6 separate regions of the Mus musculus genome follow, and regions 1, 3, 4, 5 and 6 are each linked to region 2. The links are chromatin contacts, called in public HiChIP or PLAC-seq and promoter capture Hi-C maps. All regions are on one chromosome and are shown on one strand. The core of a region is the stretch at or near the end of the contact, and the rest is flanking DNA. Distances in the headings are between cores, read along the strand shown. Region 1 holds the start of Ric8b (RIC8 guanine nucleotide exchange factor B). Region 2 holds the start of Pwp1 (PWP1 homolog, endonuclein). Region 3 overlaps Syn3 (synapsin III). Region 4 holds the start of Tmem263 (transmembrane protein 263). Region 5 holds the start of Cry1 (cryptochrome 1 (photolyase-like)). Region 6 holds the start of Nt5dc3 (5'-nucleotidase domain containing 3).

Region 1 (3,845 bases), core at 632-3,131, 950 kb before region 2:
GAGCCATGAGGTACACTCTGGTCACAGGGAATAACACCAAGGAGCCATGGACAGAACCAAACGAATCTCTCTCTTTACTGATTGGCTTCAGCATCTGTTTCAATAACAACAAACAAAACCACAATCGTCTCCTGCTCTTCAATGACTGTTCAGCTGCATGGTCAATAAAATACTGGCTTCATGAAAAGTATAATCATCAGAAAATCCAAGCTCCATGGGCTCGGCGTCTACACTGTTTAAATCTCCCCAGATCTACTACAGGGTAACAGAAACCCAAGAAGATGAGTAAACACTTGTACATCTCTCCTTCCTCTTCAGCAAAGCTTAAGAGGCCCACGGGGAAGGCAACAAGGATGATTACTTGAGGGTAAAACGCTTGGAAATTTCTTGCAGAATTCATCTATTCTCTATGAGAGAGCCTGGGAGTGCAGAACAGGCTCCAGGTCCAAACTTAATATAAAAACTATGCATTTTAAATTTTCAAGACTGCTCATTTTAAAACAAGAACAGCAGGGCTGTTCATGGTGATGTCCACAAGAACAGACCACCCAGTAAGGTTGGGACTTGTTTTGGGAGCCACTGTATCCACACTGTATTGGATAATGCCCAGCAATGCACAAATTCTCAAATATTTAATTTTTTGAGATGTTGAGTGAACCCAGATGAAATGTAAGTGGCTGGCACAGAACTAACACTTGGAGAATATGTGCCTCCATCACCACTGACTCCATGGATACTCTGGTTGTGTGATATTTACATCTTTGGGAACGACCTGGATTCAAATCTCAACTTTCTCAATTACTAAGTGCAGAGCTAATTTCCCTGGGTTCAAATCCCAGGTATGCCTCATTAATTCTGAGCTTCAATTTCTTCATCTGGAAAATAGAAATAAAATATATATGTATATATGTACATACACACACACACACATATACATACATATAATATAAAATTATATATACATAATCTAATAATCTATCTCCAAATAATATCTATATAGATATATAGATCTCTCCAAATTTCTTTATCTGTTGTGATTCCTTAGGGTTCCACAAAGAACTGTGTTCAATTTCCCATGTTGCTGTAGCCTAGTGCATAACAGGACTGCAACCGGGTGAGGAGGGTGAGCATTCCAGAGACGGAAACCGCTAACTGAGCATAGAGGGAACTCAACCTGGCGCTGACAGCCACTACCAAGGGTCGGCCGTTTCGCCATCGTCAGTAAGTCCAACCAGCCGCGTCTAAGTGCAGGTCAGAAAAAAGAAAAAAATAAAAACCAAAAAAAAAAAAAAAAAAACCCAAAAACAAAAAACCCAGTTAAACCCCAGTTTAGACCCTCCCACCAACGAAGGGTCCCTCCGCCTCTGGCCTCCAGCGGTCGCAGGATTCTGGTTTCCGGCCTTTAGGGAACTACATTTTCCAGCATGCCCTCTGGAAAGAGGGAAGTCTTTTGCACTGGATGACTACCAATTCCGGCATGCTATTCAGTTCACTAATAACTCAGATGACAGCGTGGGATGAGCCCATTGCATGTCGGGAATTGTAGTGTAGAAGCGGTAGGCTCGCAGATGGGCGGGGAACAGCCCGCCAGTTCTCGTCCGCTATGGGGGAATGATTCATAGAGTGTTAGGAGAGACAGTTCTGCTCGTGGAAGCCCGCTGCGAAGCCCAACTCTTCCCCAAGGCTGGCAGACCTAGGGGAGTAGGCAGGGCCTGGGCCTGACTCAGTCTCTGGTGGCTCCTCAGGCCTCCACCAAGCCCCGGGCCTTGTCAGGGGAGGCCTCCGGGCGCCGGTTGCTGGGGGAGCGGTGACGTCGCGGGGTGAAAGTTGAGGGGCGGTGACGTAGGGCCTGCCCGGGCGGAGGCTGGCGGGTTGGAGGCTGGAGGGAGGGAGGGAAGGAGGGAAGGAAGGAAGCTGGGAAGGAGCGAGGTAGCGGGGGCGCGAGGCGTTTACCTGGGAGGCAGCGGCTGGGGCGCGCACAGCGGCTGCGGCTCCCCCGCACCTGCGGCCATGGATGAAGAGCGCGCCCTCTACATCGTCCGGGCCGGCGAGGCGGGGGCTATCGAGCGGGTCCTGAGGGATTACAGCGACAAGGTAAAGAACTCTGGCCCCGGGCGTTCGCTGTCTTGTCCCCCCTCCCCCCGGGCCGCCTTCGGGGCTTGCACTTCGCATCCTCCCCATCCCCCTCATTCCGGGGATGCGCATTGCTCTCCCCCGAAAACGTTTCCGGCTTGGGCATGCGTGTTTGTGCCCCCAGCCTTTCCCACTCGTTCATCCTGCATCTACCCATTGCCTCCACTATAATGCCCACTCCGATTTCTGGCCCAGCAGCCTGTCCTGTGGTCTTCTTCCTAAACGTGCAAGGCACACCCCCAGAATCTGTAGATGCGCGGCTGCCCAGTGCCCCGTTCCTGGATGCATAAAATGCATGCGAGGCTTTCTCACCTGTATAGTGTGAAAATACATGCTTCTCTGCATAAACACGGCCCTTGTCATGCACAAAACATATCAGCAACGATGGCAGGTCTTTGTGTACCTGTACCATTGTATGGTTTACCAGGCATTGATGTCTTTTATGTGATCTCCTTTGATATCCTCCAAGTGCTTATAAAGTAGATGGTATCAACCTTCCCATTTCATAGATGAGGAAACCGAGGTGCAAAGAACTGAAATCACGCCCCAAGGTCATGGACATATGTTGCAAGTGGGTAGAAAATCCAACTCCTAATAATACCTGTTATTTGTATCGCATTAACAGCTTTTCTGTTCATTATCTCATTTAATCTTGACAGCAATCCTGTGAGGTATTATCTGTGTTTTGCAATGGAGCCTCCAGATGGGCTAAGTAACTAGCCCAAGGTCATTCCTGGGAGCCAGAGCCTTCCCACCTAGGTTTTCAAACTATCCATTCACTGGTCTTTTGCTACAGTGATCGGTATCTTATTATTAATACCACTTTCATCTCTGGAGGAGCTCTCTCTCCAAGTACCATTAGATCTTCCTTTTCCTTTCAGCAGTTTCTCATGTTTGCTTTAATAAGTAGCCTACCTAACACCTTTAGGCTGTTTGGGAGACTTGTATGACTCTCTTCTCTGAAGACCCATCCATCACCAAGTTACACCATATACCTAACAGGTACCTTACTGTTCCTTTCCCCTGCCTATTTATCAGCCCTCTCTGAAAGAAACATGGCTGTATGCCCCTGTGGACCTTCTCTTCTGTGCCTACTACTCCGCTCTCATATATTTTGTATCAGTGAACTGCCTGTATGCCCATTTCTGCGCTTAGTAGAAAATACCTCCAGAAGAGACATACTTCTTGTTTTAAAAGAACCTTCATACCCACTTAATCTTCCCAGCAATCTAGTGAGGACAGTGAGGAGGATATTCCTCATTTCACAGAGAGTAACACTCAGGATAATAATGTCTTCCCAAAGTCACATACCCAATGAAAAATAAGACTGAGAGTTGAGTCTAGCTCTCCAACTCTAAGTCTAGTGCCTTTTTTTTGCTGTGATACATTCTTAGGTAGAATGCACGGACTGTACTCTAGTCATGTCTTAGCCCCTTCACCTGATAGGCTTTAGTGTTGATCATATCTGCCTAATTTAGGAGAAACTCATTTAATGCGTAGGTGTACATACTGCGTATATTGTATTATTTTTAACTTGATTTATTATTGCTTTCCAGAGAAGATATGGGGGAGCTTCAAGCTGATTTACAAAGAGAAGTATAATAGTTTGGCTATTGTGTTGAATGAACTTCTATTAACTGTTAATGTTTTTTTTAGCACTTACTATATGCCAGCTAGCTAACAATGATAGGAACCTTTTTTCCACAAGCCAG
Region 2 (3,672 bases), core at 709-3,208:
AGGCTATAGAGCACTCACATGACTGCCCTCCGGAAACAACACTCTTTACAATAGCCACGAATGATATAAAATATCTTGGTGTAACTGTAACCAAGCAAGCTAAAGACCTTTATGGCAAGAACTTCAAGTCCCTGAAGAAAGAAATTGAAGAAGATAACAAAAGATGGAAAGATCTCCCATGCTCATGGATTGGTAGGATAGTGAAAATGGTCATCTTAGCAAAAGCAATCTACAGATTCAATGCAATCCCACCAAAATTCTAATACCATTTTTTAGGGATCTTGAAAGAGCATCTCAACATAAAATCGGATACACTAAGAAGTCTCATAGAAGAGAGTGAGAAATACCCTTGAACACATTGGTATAGGAGACAATTTCCTGGACAGAATGCTAATGGCTCAGATTCTAAGATCAAGAATGGATAAATGGGACCTCATGAAACTACAAAGCTTCTGTAAGGCAAAGGACATTGTTATTAGGACAAATTGGGAAAGGATCTTCACCAACCATACATCTGACAAAGGGCTAGTATCCAAAATTTGCAAAGAACTCAAGAAGGCAGACACCAGCAATCCAAATAACCCAATTAAAAAATGGCGTACAGAGCTAAACAGAGAATTCTCAGAGGAATCTCAAATGGCAGGGAAGCACTTCAAGAAATGTTCAAAGTCCTTAATCATCAGGGAAATGCAAATCAAAACAACTCTAAGGTTCCACCTTACATCCATCAGAATGTCTAAGATAAAAAAAAAAAACTCATGAGATAGCATATGCTGGTGAGGATGTGGAGCAAGGGGAGCAGTCTTTATTGCTGGTGGGAGTACAAACTTATACAATCACTTTGGAAATCAACTTGGCAGTTTCTCAGAAAACTCAAGACCCAGCCATACCACTTCTGGGCATGTACTCAAGAGATGTTCCATCATCCCACAAAGATGCTTGTTCATCAATGTTCATAACAGTTTTATTTGTAATAGCCAGAAACAGGAAACAACCTAGATATCCCTCACCTGAAGAATGGATAAAGGCATGGTACATCTACACAATGGAATACTATTCAACTATTAAAACCTAAGGCATCATGAACTTTGCAGGCAAATAGATGGAACTTGAGAATATCATCCTGAGTGAGATAACCCAGTCCCAAAAGGGCATGCATGGTGTGTACTCAGTGATAAGTGGATATTGTCCATAAAATACAGGTACCATGGTCCACTTCACAGAACCAAAGAAACTAAACAAGAAGGAAGACTCAATCAAGGAAGCTTGAATCTCACTTAGAAGAGGGAATAAAATAGTCATAAGAGGCTGATGGAGGGAGGGAACTGGGAGAGAGGGGAAATGGGGGATTCAGGATCAGGCATGGAGAAGAACAGGAGAGATAGCTATATGGCCATGAAAATGAATGGAAATCTGCAAAGTGGGGGGAAACCTGCATCTCCAGGACGAGACAAAGGCCTGGGATAAGGGAGGCTCCCAAGAATCAGTGGGGGGTGACCTTAGCTGTGACTCTCATTGGGGATGTGGAACCTGAAGAGGCCATCTCCTGTATCCAGAATGGAACTCCAATAGAGACACCAACCCACCCACAAAACTTTCAACTCAAAATTTATCCTGTCTACAAGAAATGCTGGCATAGGGGAGGGAGCAGAGACTGAGTGAATGGCCAACCAATAACCATTTCAACTTGAGACCCGTCCAGTGGGCAAGCACCAATCCCTAACACTATTAATGAAACTCTGCTATGCTTGCAGACAGAAGCATATTGTTCTCTGAGAGGCTCCCCCCAGTAGCTGATTCAGACAGATACAGACACAGCCAAACAGTGGATGGAGCTTGGGAACTCTTATGGAAGAATAGGAGGAAGGAGATAGAAACTCCACAGGAAGCAGTCGTAGATTTGCATACGGCCCCGCCCATCTCATGCAAATTCCCCTCCCCTTCCCCTTGGCGCCTGCGAGTGACGTCAGCGAGCGCCCGCGCCTGCGCGTTGTTCCCCTCCGCGGAGCTCAAGAGTAGTGTCTCCCAGCTCCCAGGGCTCCAACCTGCGCCGGGTTCAAACCGAAGATCATGAACCGCAGCCGCCAAGTGACCTGCGTGGCCTGGGTCCGCCGCGGCGTGGCCAAAGAGACTCCAGACAAGGTGAGGCCTGTGTATGGGGAGATGCCACGGCATGGCCGTGGGCTCGGCCCCGTCTGGGGCAGCACGCGCCCAGCAGGAGCCACGCGATGGGACCTGCCAGGTTGGCCGGGACTGTAGCCATGTGAGGTGTGGCTCCGGTGACCCGGGCGAGCAGAGACCGCGCGCCCCTTCCCTGCCCGGAGCGGGAACCCCGATCCCATCCCTGAGATGCACGAACACGTGGACTTTTTGTGCACTGGGAAGGGGCGGGGGTGTTTGCTTGTTACGAGTTTCTTACGGTGATCCGGATAAAACGTTATGGGGCAGAGAGAACAAGGTGTCAGTGTAACACAGTATGAAGGAAGTTGTACAAAAGCTGGAGACCGTGGCAAAGGAAGCCGGTTACTCAGGCGGTTTTGTTCATTACACAGTGTTTTCTGCAAGCCAAGCGGAGCCTGGAGTTCCGGGATATGTTGGAGCGATATAGGGCAAAGCCCTGTTCTTGACTTTCGGGATGTCAGGGGTTGTAAGTGTCCTAAAAGAAGTGAAGGGGTTGCTATGGGTGTAATTGTCTGAGTAGTGACAACTCGATATGTGATAGACGTGGGAGTGGCCTCGACATGAATTTACATGCGGTGAGGGATGGAAATACTCCTTATAGGTGTAAATTCTACCAGAGTGCAGGTAGTGTTTAGTCACTGTTTTCTCTGGTGTTTTGCCAACAGCAAGCAAGCAGTGTATATTTATAGGATAGGGACAACACTTGCCTTATTAAAAATTCTCCAAAAGAAAATTGTTTTCATTTTAAAAGGGCCATACACAGCTTTCGAAGTATTAAGAGAGTCTTAAAAATCCCTAGTTGTCATGCCCCAACCCCAAGCAATACAAATACCTTTGTGTGTGTGTATGTGTATGTATGTATGCCCATGTTCATGTGTTTGTGTATGTGTGCGCTGTCTGATTGAACCCAGCGTTAGTCAATCGAGATAGAGTGGCTGGCCAAGGCACCAGAAATTCTCGTCTCTGTAGTCCCTAGTGCTGGGATTACAGGTGTCCCCTACACTACACCCAGCTTTTGAGTGGCTTCTGGGATGGAACTTAGATCCACATGCTTGCTCAACAAAAGCTTTACCGACTGACCTCCGGCCTTCCCCGGAGTTTTTCAGTCTTTAATTTCTGGATCTTTCTCAGGCAGAATTGAATGTCATTCTCAGGGAGATTCTTGTTATCTCAACGTTTTTTGTTGTTGTTTTGGAGACCAGGTCTCACTCTGTAGCCCGCTGTGGCCTCAGACTTATGGCAATCCTCCCGTGTCAGCCTCCTAAATACTAGAGTTATAGGTGTGAGCCACTGAAGATCTGGAGGCTCTTTAGTAGAAACTGAGCCGTTGATTTACCTTCATGTGGAGTGTTGCCATTATGGCCAACCCACACTGCGGGCTTAAGTAAATAAACAATACCCAACTAGTGTTGGCCTTTACAAGCTTAATACAGAAGTGTTAGGTCTGGTCTGGTCTGGTCTGGTCTTTTCTCCAGACAGGGTTTTTTCTGT
Region 3 (3,533 bases), core at 507-3,006, 580 kb after region 2:
GGAGGTAAAGGAGTAGACAATATTCTTGTTGTTGGCATTTTGTCTAGGCTCCGCCCCACAGTTACCTGGCAACAGCCAAGCATGCCTGACTCACTATAAAAGGGGCTCCTTGCCCCTCCACTCTCTCTTGCCCTCTTGCTCCTGTTCTGTCCATTTGCTTCTGCTCCCCCTCTCCCTCCATTCCCCTTCCCCCTCCTTTTCCATGTGCTTATGGCTGGCCTCTCCTCCTCCTCCTCCTCCTCCTCTTCTTCTTCTTCTTCCTCTCTCTCTCTCTCTCTCTCTCTCTCTCTCTCTCTCTCTCTCTCTCTCTCTCTCTCCCCCCCTCTCTCTCCTTCTCTGTCCCTACTACCCTCACAACTTCCATCCCCATGCCCTGAATAAACTATTCTATCGTGGCTGGTTCCTCAGGGGGAAGGGATGCCTCAGCATGGTTCCGCAGAGGCACCTCCTTCTCCCACACCTGACTGCATCTCCACCAAACATATTCCCTCTCTCCTTATCTTTTCATAAAATACAGCACTTATGACCTCCCTCCCTTTCCCTGCTGACCCTCCAATCTTATTGCTTGATCCCTCCCATTCGCCCACTTTCCTCCATAGGGAACCTTCTCCTGACCGTAAATGTAGATCATCTCCCTTGGGACACCAGCTGTCTTCCCTACTGCTGATTCTAAGTATGATTAGAATCAGTAACTGTGCTTAACACTTGTAACCCACTGAAGTACAACAGGACTCCAACCAGTCTGTGGCCCATCATTTTATCCCCAGCACCCACAAGAGTACTTAAAACACTACAAGAGTGTGCAACACACCACAAGAGTGCAATTAATTGAATGAATAAATGAATGAATGAATGAATGAATGAATGAATGAACCAGTGAGTTATAGGGTTGAATCTGTGGCCTTTTTCATTTAATGTATACATTAAACGAGGCAGGCATTTTTATGTCTGTCCTATCAGGGAGGAAACGCAAAACCCAGAGACTAAATGCTTAAGGGTAACCTGCTTCCAGGTATTTTCCTCTGAGTCTCTGCTTTCTTTCGCTCAACCCTGAAAGAGTCTGGATAGAAGGGTGCGTAGAGCATTAGGTGCCTTCCCATACATAATGCTAAAGAGCCAGCTTGCATATCCGACTCACCAGTGAACCAGGCACTGCAGTAAGCATTTCCTTCTTAGGGATGGCAGCAGTGTTTTTCCTCCACCTCCCTCATTCTCTCCCTTTTCCTCAGCAGAAACATTCACAGGTTAGCACAGGTTAGCACACAAAGCTATAGCCCCGAGTCTCCCGGATGTTAGGTGTGGCCACACAACCCAGTTCTGATGGATAATCTGTAAGCATCATGCTCACAAACTTTCTCTGAACTTTCTTCATTCTATTCTTGTCCCTGGAGCAGGGAACGATTTGCTCAGTCTTCTTTTGTGAAAGGGTTCTTTCTACAAATTCTTAGAATGCTTCCCTGTCTGTGTTCACAAGCCCCTATGGCTTCTCAGCCAACGTCAGTAGTACCTTCCTCTCCCAAGACTTCCAGCATCCTTGACTGACAGCGTCAATATTTGTGGTACTTTTTCTTACAATATTAACAGGCTAAGATGTCACTGGGGCTGGACTTTTGTGGGACAGGAATGGTTGGTATGATCTGAAAGTAAGGTGTCCCTTTGTTTCTTTCCCATGGGTGCTCTTCAATTGTGTGTAGCTAGTCTCACCCAATGCAGAATTTCATCACGAGTCTTCAACAAGGGAGTCAGCACATTCCATCCCACTTACAGTATTTGTGGGGCCTGAGGGGGGGACAGCAAATGGCCTATGAGGCGTATGACTAATATTTAAAGTTGATAAGTATTCTAATTTCAATTCTGTTGCTGTGGTACAAGACCTTATCCAAAAGCAAGTGAGAGATGAAAGGGCTTTCTGGCTTATAACACCAGGTTACAGCCCAACATTCTGGGAAAGGCAAGACAAGAACTGAAGCAGTCCCCGCATGTCCATAGTCAAGCGTCAAGAGAAGATGAATTCACCTTTGCCTACTTGCTCTCATCTGGCTCTCTTTTGTAGGGAATGGTGCATCCCACAGCTGGCTGGGTTTTCCCGATTAACAATTAGGACAATCATCTACAGACAAGTCCACAGGTCAATCTGATCTAGTCAGTTCCCGGGTTGATGCTCTCAGGCGATTCTACACTGAGACAAGATGACACTGAAAATGAACTACCACCATGACTAGAGTTAGCAAACATTTAAATACAATATTTGCATCCCTTCTTTGATGACTACAGCTCATAAGGACACATCCAGACTGTAGCAGCATGGCAATGGCCAGCGTGGTCTTTACTCTTAATTCCCATTCTTCCCTAGTTCTCAGTTACTCTCCTCTCTCCATTCTTCACTCTGCACCCCTGCAGATTCCAGTGTTCTTCTCCCTAGTACTTGACCTTCTCATCAACCCCCAAGAGGGAATGGGGCAGGATCGCCACCCATATCCTGTAGATGGAGAAGTTGCCATTTAAGGTCTCATAAGTTTCCCATAGTTTCAGATTTTCAAGATTCAGTACAATTCCTTCCTAATGGGGACTCTGCCAGCAGATGGCCCACTTAATCCACATTTACATTACATTAACATCCACATTATTTACAGCTGCTTCCATAGACACCACACACCCCACACACACACACACACACACACACACACACACACACCACACATGCACATGCACGCGAGCATGCACGCGCGCGCACGCACGCACGCGCGCACACACACACACACACACACACACACACACTCCTTCTTGGGATGCTTCAGTACGTCCTCTGCTTTATGATTCTGGTCTTTTGCACAGGCTCACACCTCTATTTTGCCAGACTCCTCTTTCTCGAAGTCCATAGTACTTATAGGTGCTATCTGCTCTCTTGTTTTCCTTAGCAGCAACCCCACCTGGCTGGGCTGGGTGCCCCTCCTCCACAGGTGAGCACATCATACCCTCTACCTTATGGTACTGCCCTGCCTTGTAATTATACGTTATGATCTGTCCTCTGCCTCTAAACATCCAGTCTGTGAGCTGTTTCTCAATAGTCACTGCATATGACAGCACCCTGTGACAGGGCACAGGACTTTGCTTCCTATATGTTGGCCAGGTATGGAGATGTCTCCCTTGTCCCTGCATCCAGATCTTCCTTGTGACCCTTTATTGCCACCTACTGGCAAACTGTTGCAATAACTCACAAATCTACATCTTTTATTATATGGGTCATTGTGTGGTTGTCCAACCTATAGGACTGACAGCCTTGGACTTGATTCCAACCCAGAACCAAGAACGCTCTGCACTGTATGCCACCCAAGAAGCTCCTGCCTCAAAGACGCCACACCTTCCCAGGAGTCTTTGGAATGTTTCCTGCTGGGGCTGGCAGGCTGTCTCAGGCTGAGGTGAGGGTCAGGCGGTCCATCCCTCTATCTGGCTGAGAGTCAGAAGTCTGTCTCCTGATGGGCCACACAGACTGCTGCCTTCTTGCCGGGGAGCGGGGGTTGGGAGTGGGGACA
Region 4 (3,734 bases), core at 900-3,399, 770 kb before region 2:
CATTTTGAACTAGCCCAGTCTGTTAAGCAATGTCACTGCTAATTACTCCAGGGTATCAATAAGGTAACTAATTTTTTGAATGTAACCAACTAGAGAAAAACTGAGGCACTTAAACTAGAATTAACTTTTGTTTTAGGTGATGGAGGTACAGTTTGGGGCATGCTAGGCAAGTACTCTAAACTGAGTCATAATCTCAGCTATTTATAATGTAGTATAAGAAAGTTTTGCCTTAAGTTACTGCATTAAGAACTCATTATTTGAAGACATTTAAAGACATTATATAGAAATAAAGATATTACAGTATTAGAATCAAGAACTACAATGGAGGTCAGCCTATAAAATAAATAGGGCCTGATTTCATTGAGGTTCCTTCTGGTTACACCAAGCTATCTGAAATCAAGATAGCATCAGGATAGAAACAATTCAATTAAGATTCTCATATAGACAAGAGTGGCTTAGAACTGAATGGGATGTTGTTCTTTTTAAAAAGAAGATGGCATCAGATAGCTGTGAGCTGACATGTGGGTGTGGGGAACTGAACTCAGGACCTTTGCAAGAGCAGTGAGTGCTCTTAACCACTGGGCCCTCTCTCCATTATTATAGGTAAGGAAACTGAGACAGCAAGAACTGACTGGGGTCAGATCTATAAGAAATACTGGACTACCTGTACTTGTAGGTTCAGAAGGAGCCAAAAGCTCCCTGGTACCTTCATTGGTTTATGAAACAGAATATACCACTGCTTTGAATTATAGCCTTAATTACTAGCAAAACTGTAAGTCAATTTGGAAAGAAAGTTATAAAGTTCTGCATTGTAATTTTGCCCAGGGTTCAATCTTGAAATCACCTATTAAAATCCTATTAAGAATTCAGGAGTCTATGACAATAAAAGATTGGTACTCAGTTAATACCACAGTTCAAACTCTCCTAATCATCATTCTCTTTTAGTTCTGTAAAACAAGATTATCATAATTTCAGCACAGTGATCTGAATGGACTTAATTCATCGATTTGATAACGGTTAAGCTCTAGTTCATTCTATTTAAGAACTGAACCAAGGTTAGCTCCCTCTCAGGATTTTTTGTTGTTGCTGTTAGCATCCCTTTTCTGAGACTTGATAAACACTTGCTATCCAGTTACACCACGCTGATTACTTTCATTTAAAAATTGAGGTCCCCTGTCCTGTGTATGTTTCCACTTGATAACTAGGTCGTGAAAAGAAAAAAAATCTCACGTTTTGGTATAATTTCTCAGTAAAGCCCCCTTACACCCACAGTCTCTCTTCTTATCTTTCCCAAAAGTGTAGGGTGGACTTATTGTCATTTTTATCTTAAAGATGTTGAGAGTCAAGGAAAAGCTAATAGCAATTATCTAGTCAGGTAGCCATTTCGTCACGTCTCTGCTTCCTCCTCACAGCCTTCCTAGGCAGCTATCACAAGCCCCCTTGGAAGCTCACTGTCCTGTTTCCCATCTGAAGCAGAGGCAACGCTGAACCCAGAGGACTTCCCAGACAGCATCTTCTTAGGCTGCTCAATACTTTACAGGACCCCACCAGGGATCCCCCCTCCCCCCAAGGCTGGCAAGAACGTGGAGGGGCCCTGACGAAGCCCTAGTTAGGAAGTGACAGTTTTCCTCCCTCTCCAGTTCAATTCTCACATCGATGAACCAACCTTCTTTCGCTACCAAAATTCAAGGCCCCCTGAAAGGCCTTGGGCATCCGCTGTGTGATGAGGGCGAACCTGACATGTTTACGCTCAAGGACTCCAGGTGGACCAACAACAACAACAAAAACCCCACACAAATTAGCAAGGCCTCGCCTCACCCTATCACTCGGTGACACAGGCTCGCAGAGCGCCCTGGGGAGAGCGACTGACAGAGGCCCTGCCCGTCACTCCCTTAGGGCAGCAGCTAAAGGTTGAAGCCCCTGGGCGAAGGAGAGGGAGACACCGGCGAGCATGCCGCCCTCCTCAGGGGAGAAGTTCTAAACCCCCATAACCGTTAGTTCCCTCGAGCCCGGAGAGTGGCCGAAGACTCGGGCGAGGCCGGAGGCGCGCGCCTCGCCGGGGCAGCGCCCCCTCGCCTGCTCTGATTGGGTGGCCGGGGCGGAGGGGGCGGGGAGACCCTCCGGATGAGGCGCGCGCGCAGGCTGGCCGGGGGCTGCTGGGAGGGCTGCGCGCGCCGAGCGACCGGTGGGCGCGGGAGGTGGGGGGGCGGAGGGCCGGGGGCGCGAGTGCGCGTGCGCGTCGGAACCCGAGGCGCGGGAGGAGGCGGGAGCTCCGGAGGCTGCGGAGGGGGCGGGTCGCGTCAGGCGCCACGTCCGCAGCCAGAAGCCGCCGCTGCCGCCGCCGCCGCCTCGCACCGACCTCGCACCGAGAGTCTTCCGACTTCTGAGCCGGAGAAGAGCATCTAGGTCGCGTAAGCCACTCCCGGGCCGCATCAGGGCCTCTGCTGCCCCGGCCGCTTCTGCTGTTCTCCGTGCCACCGCTCCCTCCGCCCGGCCGCAGCTCCCGGCCTCGACCCCGCGGTGAGTGAGTGTGTCCCATGGCTGGGGCGGGGGCGGGAGGGTGTCGTCGGCCTGAGTGGCCGCACTCCGGGCCCTTTCCCGTTAGCCTCATCTGCACCTCACCTGCACGACCCCGGGGCCTGGCCGCTCCAGCCTGGCCCTTTGCGGGGGGACACTGAACGGGAGGGGGATGGGCGGGAGTCGTTGGGGGGCGTACGGAGGTATGGGGTTACCCCAGTGGGTCCACGAGTTTGTGGACGCGGTGTCTGCAGTTGAAGGGAGTCGCTCTGGAAGCCTGGGTCTGACCTCTTGCCTTGAGTGTCAGGCTGGTGCGGAGGAGGAGATGGGGCATCCGAGGAGGAGCCCAGCTTCCTTGCCCCACTTAACTTCTGACCTGTTGATAAACGGTCCCGGTGGGTTCAAGTACACAGGGCTTGGCTCCAAGCGGAGATTCCCGCTGCTCTTCCTAAATCGGGAACTCCACTCCCACGCCTGTTCTAAGCCCGCAGGTGTGGGAATGAAGAGGGGCGCTGGCAGTGTCAAGGAGTGACTGGGGAGCAGGGGGGAAGGAGTCCTGGAGCAGCCGCCAGTGCAGTCACTGCCGACCCCAAGCTCAATCCAAAACCGAGCCTGCCATGCACAAGCAGCATCTAGTCTAGCCCCGGAGCTGCCACTCGGGATCAAGTTGGATCGTCTCTCTTAAGCCCGTCTTATATTGGAATTCCGCAGGAACTAGGGTGTGCTGGATGGACAACGAAGGGGCGGAGGAAGGAGGTGTCCAAGCCAGCACCAGCCTCTAGGGTCATTTTCTGCCTCTCCTGCCACGTCACTGCTCTGCTCAGGGGAAAAAAAAAAAGACTTGCTTGTGCCTAAAGGTGGATCAATGAGGGGGAGCTAGGGCTGCTGGGAAGAGTTAGAAACACCTAGACTAGGAAGCGAAATCTTACTTGATTGTGTCTTTTGTATCTTGTGAACGCTACTAATCCAAAAGGAAACATTGTGGGTATTTGTATCTGCTATTGGTTAGTGCTTAAAACTTCTAGTTGTTGCCGCTCAAGGGCTATCACACTAACAGGTAAGTATGTTTCCATTCTTGCTTTAGCAACGCTTAATACACATCTGCTTTCATTTTTCACTTTCATTTTTTTTTGTATAGCAGCACTTATACCAGAAACTAAGTTCAATGAAAGCATCATTCGAAAAAAGTTCAATGAAAACATCATTCGAAAAGTTTA
Region 5 (3,380 bases), core at 534-3,033, 690 kb before region 2:
AGTACTTTCCCCCAGAGGTTTTGCTCGTCATTCTGGCTGGCTGTTCCTTCCAAAGATCAAACCCATTCTCACCTCAGGACCTTTCCCTGGAATGTTCTTCCCTTAGACAGCTGCATCCCATGTCTTCAAATCGGCGACCACTTTCTCCACACATCCTAGCTGTGGTAACTTCCAGTGAGCTACATCCCCAGCTAATTAACATTGTTTTAAATTGTGTCCCCATCCCTATTCCTGTTTACCTCGTCTTTTCTTTGCAACACGTCTCATCTCCAAAAGGACTACATACGTATTTTTTTCTTGGACATATGCCTGAAGAGGGCAGACTTCTCGTTCACAGCTCTATCCCTCATATCCAAAGACACGGCTGGCACATAAGCTATCAATATTATCTGCTGAACTAATGCTTTCGTTTCATTCCGCCACACAATCGTCTATCCTGTTTTCCCAGGCACAGCTCACAAAATGTCCGGAGGATTTCTTCCAGTCGCAATTCCCTAGAAGGATTATACTTTGCCTCGAAAGAAAAACTGTGCTTTGTCTTGTCAACCACAAGGAGGAGTTGAGAGAGAGAGTTGGGAAACCAGCTAATTCTTTCCCTTGCTTTTCCTCCTCTAACCTCAAGGGGGAAGAAAGCTGGATCCGGAGCCCGCTATAATAAATGAATGGTTTTTCTCCACACTATGAGTTACCTAGACACACACGTCAACATTAAAGATTACAACCCTTTCGGAGGCCTAAGATATCAAGGCCATTATGATCTGGGAGTGTTTAATTCTCCTCCTAGTTATTTCTCGCAAATCAGGGAAGGCGTTCCCATCAACACAGACACATAACTTACCGGTAAAAGCTAAAGTGTTTCAGGGTCGTCAATAATCTCTACTACTAAGTCTGTACTATTTAATATTGACCACATCTACAATTCTTTAACGATGTAGGCAATTCGGTCCCTGGACTAAAACCAAATCTCAGATCTGACACTAACGCATCGACACCCGACTCGCGCACACCGCGATCGATTGATTTCCCAAGCGCTTCGGACTCACCGCCACCTGTTGATGCCCACGTTGGAAGAGCCGGCGAACCAGGGGTCGAGGATATAGACGCAGCGGATGGTGTCGGCGCCCTGGATGCACTCCTTCAGGGCGGGGTTGTCGTGGAGCCGGAGTCCCTTTCGGAACCAGTGCACGGCGTTCACCCCCATGCTCGGGGCGCGGCGGGTCACCCCGACTTCCTCTACCGAGAGCTTCAAGGGAGGGAAGCCGGGCTCATAACCGACACCTGCGCTTCCAAGAAAACCTCCTCACCCGAGGAGTGGGGAAAGGGCTGCAGAGAGGGGACGGGAGGAGGCGACGCCGAGGCGGGGCGCGGAGGTGGCGAGCGCGCAGCTGGCAGATGAATGGAGGCTGCCGAGGCGCCGGGATCCACGCGCGACGTCCTTCAGGAGCCCGCGCCCAGCGTCCGGAGGACACGCATACCTTCCAGGGCCTGAGACCCCCGGAGCGCAAGCGAGCGCGCGGGGCCCGAGCCGCCACGACGGCCCGAGCTGGTCGCAGCAGCCCCGGGAGGCTCGTCACGGAAACCTCGCCCAACCGAGGCGACCCGCGAGGAGACGGTGGCGCGCCCGAGGCGGCCTCCACGAACGGACACGAGCTCACGCGGCCTCCGCGCGACGCGGCCTGTGCGTCCCGGAGTGGGCAGCGAGCTCGGAGAGCGCGGGCTAGAGCTCCAGGCCGCGGGACGCTCGCCTGCCGGTCACCGGTCCCGAGGCTGCCCGGGTGACTCCGCCGCGTCAGCGGCCTCCGCCCCGCCCCCGGCTTCTCATTGGGCGGCATGCACCCCACGTGACCACCGGCACCTCACGTTTCTGAAGTGTGTTTACTACACTGGCTCAGACCCCCGCGTGCGCCGCCGCGCCCGGTGCTTCGGGACCGGTTGCGATCGCTGGGCGCTCACGACCTGAGTTCTCGCGTGGGATCCGGACTCGCAGCCTCTGCGGGTCTCCTGAGCCCCAGGCCGCTCGCGGGGGCCACAGGCCGCGAGAAGGGGGAGGAGGCATAGTTCTGCTCCCGGGGCCGGGAGCCGCCTCCATTGGCCGAGGCTCGCGGGGACCCGGATGAGCACGGGGCTGCGGGGAGCTCGCGGGCGCGCGCTCTGCCGGGCACGGCGCGCGTGCGCTGCGCTCTCGCGGTGGAAGAGAAGAGGCTAGGACGCGGGAGCGCGCCCAGGGCTCTTCCTATGGGTTGTGTGGAAGGTCTGAAGCCAGTTCCGTGTGCCCTGAGAGTTATTGCTGGGCTGGGTGAGAGGCAACCGAGGCACAGTCCTGCCTCTCACCCAGCTTCAATCAGGTGTTAATCGGAGTCCCCTGCTCTGAAAGGAGCAGAAATCACGCCGTTAGCCTTTTTTACTGTTTGGGGCGGGCACCTTTGCCCAAGCTCTGGAGAAGACAGGTCCGATCTCAGATATTCAGCATTTCATAATACTGTAGATACATCGTCAATTTATCAACTCTAATCTATTACATGAAGTGTAGTTTAGAAGGTATTTTGATTAGGTTTTTGGGCTTTTTGCTTTGCTTTTTTTTTTTTTTTTTTTTTTTTTCTTCAACTGAAGTTAAATGGGAAGAGGAACCTTAATTGTAGTAAAGACTTCCATCAGGTTGCCTGTAGGGAAGTCTGGGCACTTTCTTGATTAATGAGTGATGTGGAAGGACCCGACCAGTGTGTGTGGCGCCACCATTAGGCTGGTAGCCCTAGGCGGGTTGTATATGGAAGCAGGCTGAGGAAGCCACAGGGAACCAAAACGGCTTTCCTCCATGGCTTCTGCTTCAGCCCTCTATCTCCAGGTTTCTGCTTTGAATTTCTGCCCTGACTTCTCCCCACGATGGATTATTAACTGTAAACGGCAACAAACCCCTTCCTTCCTGGCCAAGTTGCTTTTGCTCATGATGTTTTATCAAAGCAATTGAAGTCTAATGAGAACACAGGGCCACATGTGCATCTTTACCAGACTTCCTAGCCATAACCTACAGGCCATGCCTTAGACATACAATGCCCTTTTTGTTGAGACGGGGTCTCGCGGAGCCCTGGCTTACCTTGAACCTGCTGTGTAACTGAAGATGGCTCTTGGTTTTGCTCTTATCCCTGAGTCCTAGCATCACCTATGTGCATATATTCATCCAGGGTTATTTATGTATTTATTTATGGAGACAGTATATCATTAAGCATCTAGGCTGCCCTTAACTCACTTTGCAGCTCAGGAAAGCCTCAAAGTGAGCTTTGGATACCCCTTGCCTCAGCTTCAGGAACACCTGGTGTCCTAGGCCGGTGCATCCAGGGCCAGAATAGCAGCCGCTTATTGAATGAAGCAGGTGTGTTCCAAAG
Region 6 (3,558 bases), core at 168-2,667, 910 kb after region 2:
CATAAAACATTAACCTGTAACAGTTAAGGATTACTTTCTAGCTACCGTCCTCCCTACCACCCAACAGAAGAGGGGACTCAGCTCTGTGACGATAGGCAAGCAATCTCACCTCTGTTGTGCCTCGGTTTCATTGTGTTTAAAGGAGAGACGCGGTACGTTCCTTTTAAGACAGCTGGGAAGAGTGTATGCGATAAAATATACAGCCAGCTTTCTATTAATGGTTTTCATTATCAGTCAGGGACTAGCTCCAGTGTCATCACCTTCCACAAAAACATCTGACTCTTCCAGCCCACAACTTGAGTCGCTAATGCTTGGGGTTGTCTCACACTGTGCCTTGTCTGTCCTCTCATTATTCTAGCCATTCCCACTATAACCGCCCCCCCCTACTCAGTGGTCACCATGGGATACTTTGGGAATTTCTTGGGGCCCAGTGTTTCTCAGGTAGGTCTTGAATTGGTGATAGAAAGTCCCGCAGGAGCGGCATGGAATAAGTGCAGTTAAGCAAGTGAGTGGAACAGGTACCAAGCGTGCTGCCAGCGTGGGCAGGAGACTGCTAATCATGTCCGGAGGACCTCTCTGGAGGTGGGAACCCGGCTTTCCAGAGGCCTGCACTGTTAAGGAAATTTACATTTATCGGGAGTCTTCAGGGGCAGGATCTTGCAGACGACTTTAGACCTCGAGTGTAATCTCGGCCCAGCAACTCTTTAAAGGGCAACTCTTGGATAGGCCCAAGCTCAGCCTCAGGGCAGTCTCAGAGAGGCACCTGAGATCCAGGAGATACCTGCAGAAGCCTTTGACACGGAGTGGGTCGCATTCCAGAGACTGGGATCAGAGATGGATAGTGCGTACACTCATCAGTGCAATCAGAATTGGGGCCCGCCACGGAAGGCAAGAGGAAGGTAGAGCAGAGTCTTGCTGGCAGCGATAGGGTCGGAGATGAGTCATCCTAGCCCGTGTGACTTCAACCACCCTCCGCCCCCTCCTGCCTCGCGGGTCAGGAAGTGACCGCAGCCGACCGGGCGCTGAGCCCTGGCAGCTCCGGCCACGCCCAACCCGCTTTCTCTAAGGCCTCGCCCTTGACTCCGCCTTTGACTCAACCCAGACTCCGTCCCACTCCATTTCCACAGGCCCACACCTGACCCAGCCTCTAACTGGCCTAGGCCCCCGGCTCTGTCTCCCCAGGTTCGGTCCCTGACTCTGCCTCTGACGCAATCGAGATGGTCCAACTCATTCTCTCTCTAGACCCTATTCTTTACTCAGCCGGGGCATTCCTCTTTCCAACCAGGCCCCGCCCCTGACCCAGCTCAGGCCCCACCCATCCCGCAGCTCCTAGCCTAATCCTTGACCCCGCCTCCTGCTTCCCTCTAGAACCCGCCCACCTCCCCAGCCTCGCCCCCGGCTCCGCCCCACCGTGGGTGGTTCTTGGGCCGCGCCGGCACTTGCTCAGACGTAGGAACTGCCGGCGTGCGTCCCGGAGCCTCGCGACGCTGGCCATCCGTGCCACTGGCAGCTTAGAGGCAGCATGGCCACGGTGGCAGCGGCGGCCCGCGGGGCCGGGGCGAGGGCGGCGGCAGGGCTGCGGAGTTGCGGCGGGGCCGTGGCTCGAGAACGACCGCGCTCGGGCTGCGCTCGGCGCCTGTGCTCTGCCCCGGCTGCCCCGGCTGCCGTGGACATGAAAAGCTACCTGTGGGCGCGCTACCACGAGGCGAAGAGGAGCACGGACGGTGAGTGCGTGTCCCAGCTTGCGCCGCCCACTCGAGGACCCCTCGGGTCCCCCGCACCCTGCCTCTGTCGCGCGGCCCCCGCGGGGAAGGCGACTCTAAAACTTCGCAACTCTTTTTTGGCTTTCCCCCGCCGGGGAAGCTATTTCATACCTGGGGATTGTTAAATCTGGAGTGTACATCGCAAGTGCTCTGGGCCGCTGCGAGAGTTCCAAGGGCGTCGGTAGGAAGACATTCCCCCAAACACCGTTAGGTGTCATTCACCCTGGGAATGGTAGTAGCAGCCCAGCTTGCTGCCGCGCTGTCCTAGACAGGCTCCAGCGCAGGCGACTGGGTCAGGAGGATGAGCCGGTCTCCCTTTTGCAGGGTGGAGTAGATAAAATGTGCTGTTTGAAAGGGGAGGGTGGTCTGGTTATCCACCGCCCTCTGCGAGGAGAAGAGGAATACTTGTGGTCAGGTGAACTGAGAAAGAGCTTGGCTGGGCGGTTAGGGAATCGGAGAAGGAATGGAAAGAGGAACCAGATTATAATAGTATCAGGTATTGATGTCGACTCTGAATCGCCCATAGCCTCCGGAGGAGGGGGTCATGTCCATTATGTAGACGGGAAGGGCGAGCAAGGGGCCTAAGCAAAAACTGATTTTGACTCAGGGTCGGGAATCCATTGTCCTGTGTGTTGCTTTGTGCTTCTTGCAGTCAAACGTTTGGAACCTGGAGTAAAGGGCCAGTGAAGCACAGACACTGAAGCTGTCAGAGGACACTGGGATTTGGGGAGGGGGTGGTTTGGGGAGGGTGCTACATGAGGAAGGGGGTTGGTGAGGGAACGTTTTTGTAGGATTTCCATTTGCATCTTTGGCCACATGCCTGTTCAAGTGAAACAAAACCCACCTGGAATATCTTCACAACACATTCCGAGGTGTAAGCAATGGAGACTTCTTTGAAAGAGTGGCTTATTGGTTTTGGCCAGGCAAGTGTTTTGAGATGGGTTGTGTATTCCAGGCCTTAAAGTCATGAGTCTCCTGTGTGTTCTATCCTTCCAGGCGGGCGGGAACCACCATTCCAGGCAAACGTGTGTCCTGTCAGGGCCCTGTCAGCTCTTCTCTCTTGCTTAGTTTCCTCTTTCTTTTTGGTCTTTTTGAGACAGGGTTTTAAGGTAACCTTAAACTTGAAGCAATCCTCCTGCCTCAGTCTTTCAAGTGCTGGAGTTATAGACACGAACCACTCACTACTCCTGTCTTTTGTTTTTCTTTTCTTTTGTTTTGTTTTGTTTTGGTTTTTTTTGTTTTTGTTTTTTGTTTTTTTTAAGACAGGATTTTTCTCTGTAGTCCTGGAACTCACTCTGTAGACCTGGGTGGCCTCGAACTCAGAGAGATCTCATGTCTCTCTCCTGGAATCCTGGGATTAAAGGTGTGTGCCACTATGCCAGGCTATTCTGTATTTTTGGTTAAAAACTTTACTGACATGTATGGAGAGAATGAAATACAGAAACCCCTATACAATATTTAAACCCATTTGGCTGTGGGATTGGGACAATTCACACATGTCCTCTTGAGGAGTGAGCTATGGTTAAATGACTCAGTGTTTTGGTATGTACCTACTATGGAACAATACTTAACAATAAAAAGAAGAGTACCATTCATCTAACATACAAAAAAAATGTATATTTTAGGGAGTTACACTGTGGAGTGTGTCTGTGGGGTGGGGGTAGGAAGCCAGTCTCCAAAGGTTGAAGGGTAATTGCATCTTTAGAAGAAACTAGAGGTAAAATTTCTTCTCTCTTGATATTTTAGACAGGGTTTACCCCTTGTGGCCTGTGAGAATTAGAAAGGTCCTGAAGTT

The links. Promoter capture Hi-C pulls out the DNA fragments that hold promoters and counts their contacts. HiChIP or PLAC-seq counts read pairs in DNA pulled down with a chosen protein or histone mark.
Region 1: a promoter capture Hi-C map of pre-B cells shows a contact between it and region 2, with 3 times the contacts expected there. The contact joins the promoter of Ric8b here to the promoter of Pwp1 in region 2. A contact is called at or near these places in 2 of 39 promoter capture datasets (cranial neural crest and pre-B cells).
Region 3: an H3K27ac HiChIP or PLAC-seq map of the NIH/3T3 cell line shows a contact between it and region 2, with 5 times the contacts expected there. The contact joins the enhancer-like site here to the promoter of Pwp1 in region 2. A contact is called at or near these places in 5 of 115 datasets of contacts at active chromatin or transcription factors (the NIH/3T3 cell line, bone marrow-derived macrophages, cardiomyocytes and 2 more) and 1 of 9 other capture datasets (embryonic stem cells).
Region 4: a promoter capture Hi-C map of second pharyngeal arch cranial neural crest shows a contact between it and region 2. The contact joins the promoter of Tmem263 here to the promoter of Pwp1 in region 2. A contact is called at or near these places in 19 of 39 promoter capture datasets (the 3T3-L1 cell line, 3T3-L1-derived adipocytes, the C10 cell line and 12 more) and 2 of 115 datasets of contacts at active chromatin or transcription factors (extraembryonic endoderm stem cells and pancreatic cancer cells).
Region 5: a contact with region 2 is called in an H3K4me3 HiChIP or PLAC-seq map of forebrain, with 7 times the contacts expected there. The contact joins the promoter of Cry1 here to the promoter of Pwp1 in region 2. A contact is called at or near these places in 7 of 39 promoter capture datasets (the 3T3-L1 cell line, cranial neural crest, embryonic stem cells and 2 more), 2 of 15 datasets of contacts at CTCF or cohesin (the NIH/3T3 cell line and large pre-B cells), 14 of 115 datasets of contacts at active chromatin or transcription factors (the 230-238 cell line, bone marrow-derived macrophages, differentiating embryonic stem cells and 9 more) and 1 of 9 other capture datasets (liver).
Region 6: a promoter capture Hi-C map of pre-B cells shows a contact between it and region 2, with 5 times the contacts expected there. The contact joins the promoter of Nt5dc3 here to the promoter of Pwp1 in region 2. A contact is called at or near these places in 8 of 39 promoter capture datasets (the 3T3-L1 cell line, the C10 cell line, the HPC-7 cell line and 3 more) and 2 of 9 other capture datasets (adipose tissue and liver).

What each region holds. Positions count from the first base shown.
Region 1 is chr10:84,915,732-84,919,576 of GRCm38.p6, forward strand. It overlaps Ric8b (RIC8 guanine nucleotide exchange factor B), which reads left to right and starts at 1,882. Exons shown (of 10, transcript NM_183172.2): 1 at 1,882-2,094. The coding sequence starts at 2,011.
Region 2 is chr10:85,869,873-85,873,544 of GRCm38.p6, forward strand. It overlaps Pwp1 (PWP1 homolog, endonuclein), which reads left to right and starts at 1,959. Exons shown (of 15, transcript NM_133993.3): 1 at 1,959-2,142. The coding sequence starts at 2,071.
Region 3 is chr10:86,449,400-86,452,932 of GRCm38.p6, forward strand. All of the region lies in intron 2 of Syn3 (synapsin III), which reads right to left. Among named protein-coding and RNA genes, the nearest start is that of Syn3, 48 kb to the right of the region's middle. Within about 2 kb of position 1,757, at least 28 of the 459 cell types and tissues checked have an H3K27ac peak or open chromatin away from gene starts, as enhancers often do. A contact at or near this core is called in the NIH/3T3 cell line, where this site is marked.
Region 4 is chr10:85,100,478-85,104,211 of GRCm38.p6, forward strand. Tmem263 (transmembrane protein 263) reads left to right here and starts at 2,150. Exons shown (of 3, transcript NM_001013028.2): 1 at 2,150-2,520. Fhl4 (four and a half LIM domains 4) reads right to left here and starts at 2,018. Exons shown (of 2, transcript NM_010214.4): 1 at 1,819-2,018.
Region 5 is chr10:85,183,271-85,186,650 of GRCm38.p6, forward strand. Cry1 (cryptochrome 1 (photolyase-like)) reads right to left here and starts at 1,784. Exons shown (of 13, transcript NM_007771.3): 1 at 1,044-1,784. The coding sequence starts at 1,201.
Region 6 is chr10:86,777,588-86,781,145 of GRCm38.p6, forward strand. Nt5dc3 (5'-nucleotidase domain containing 3) reads left to right here and starts at 1,418. Exons shown (of 14, transcript NM_175331.3): 1 at 1,418-1,724. The coding sequence starts at 1,523.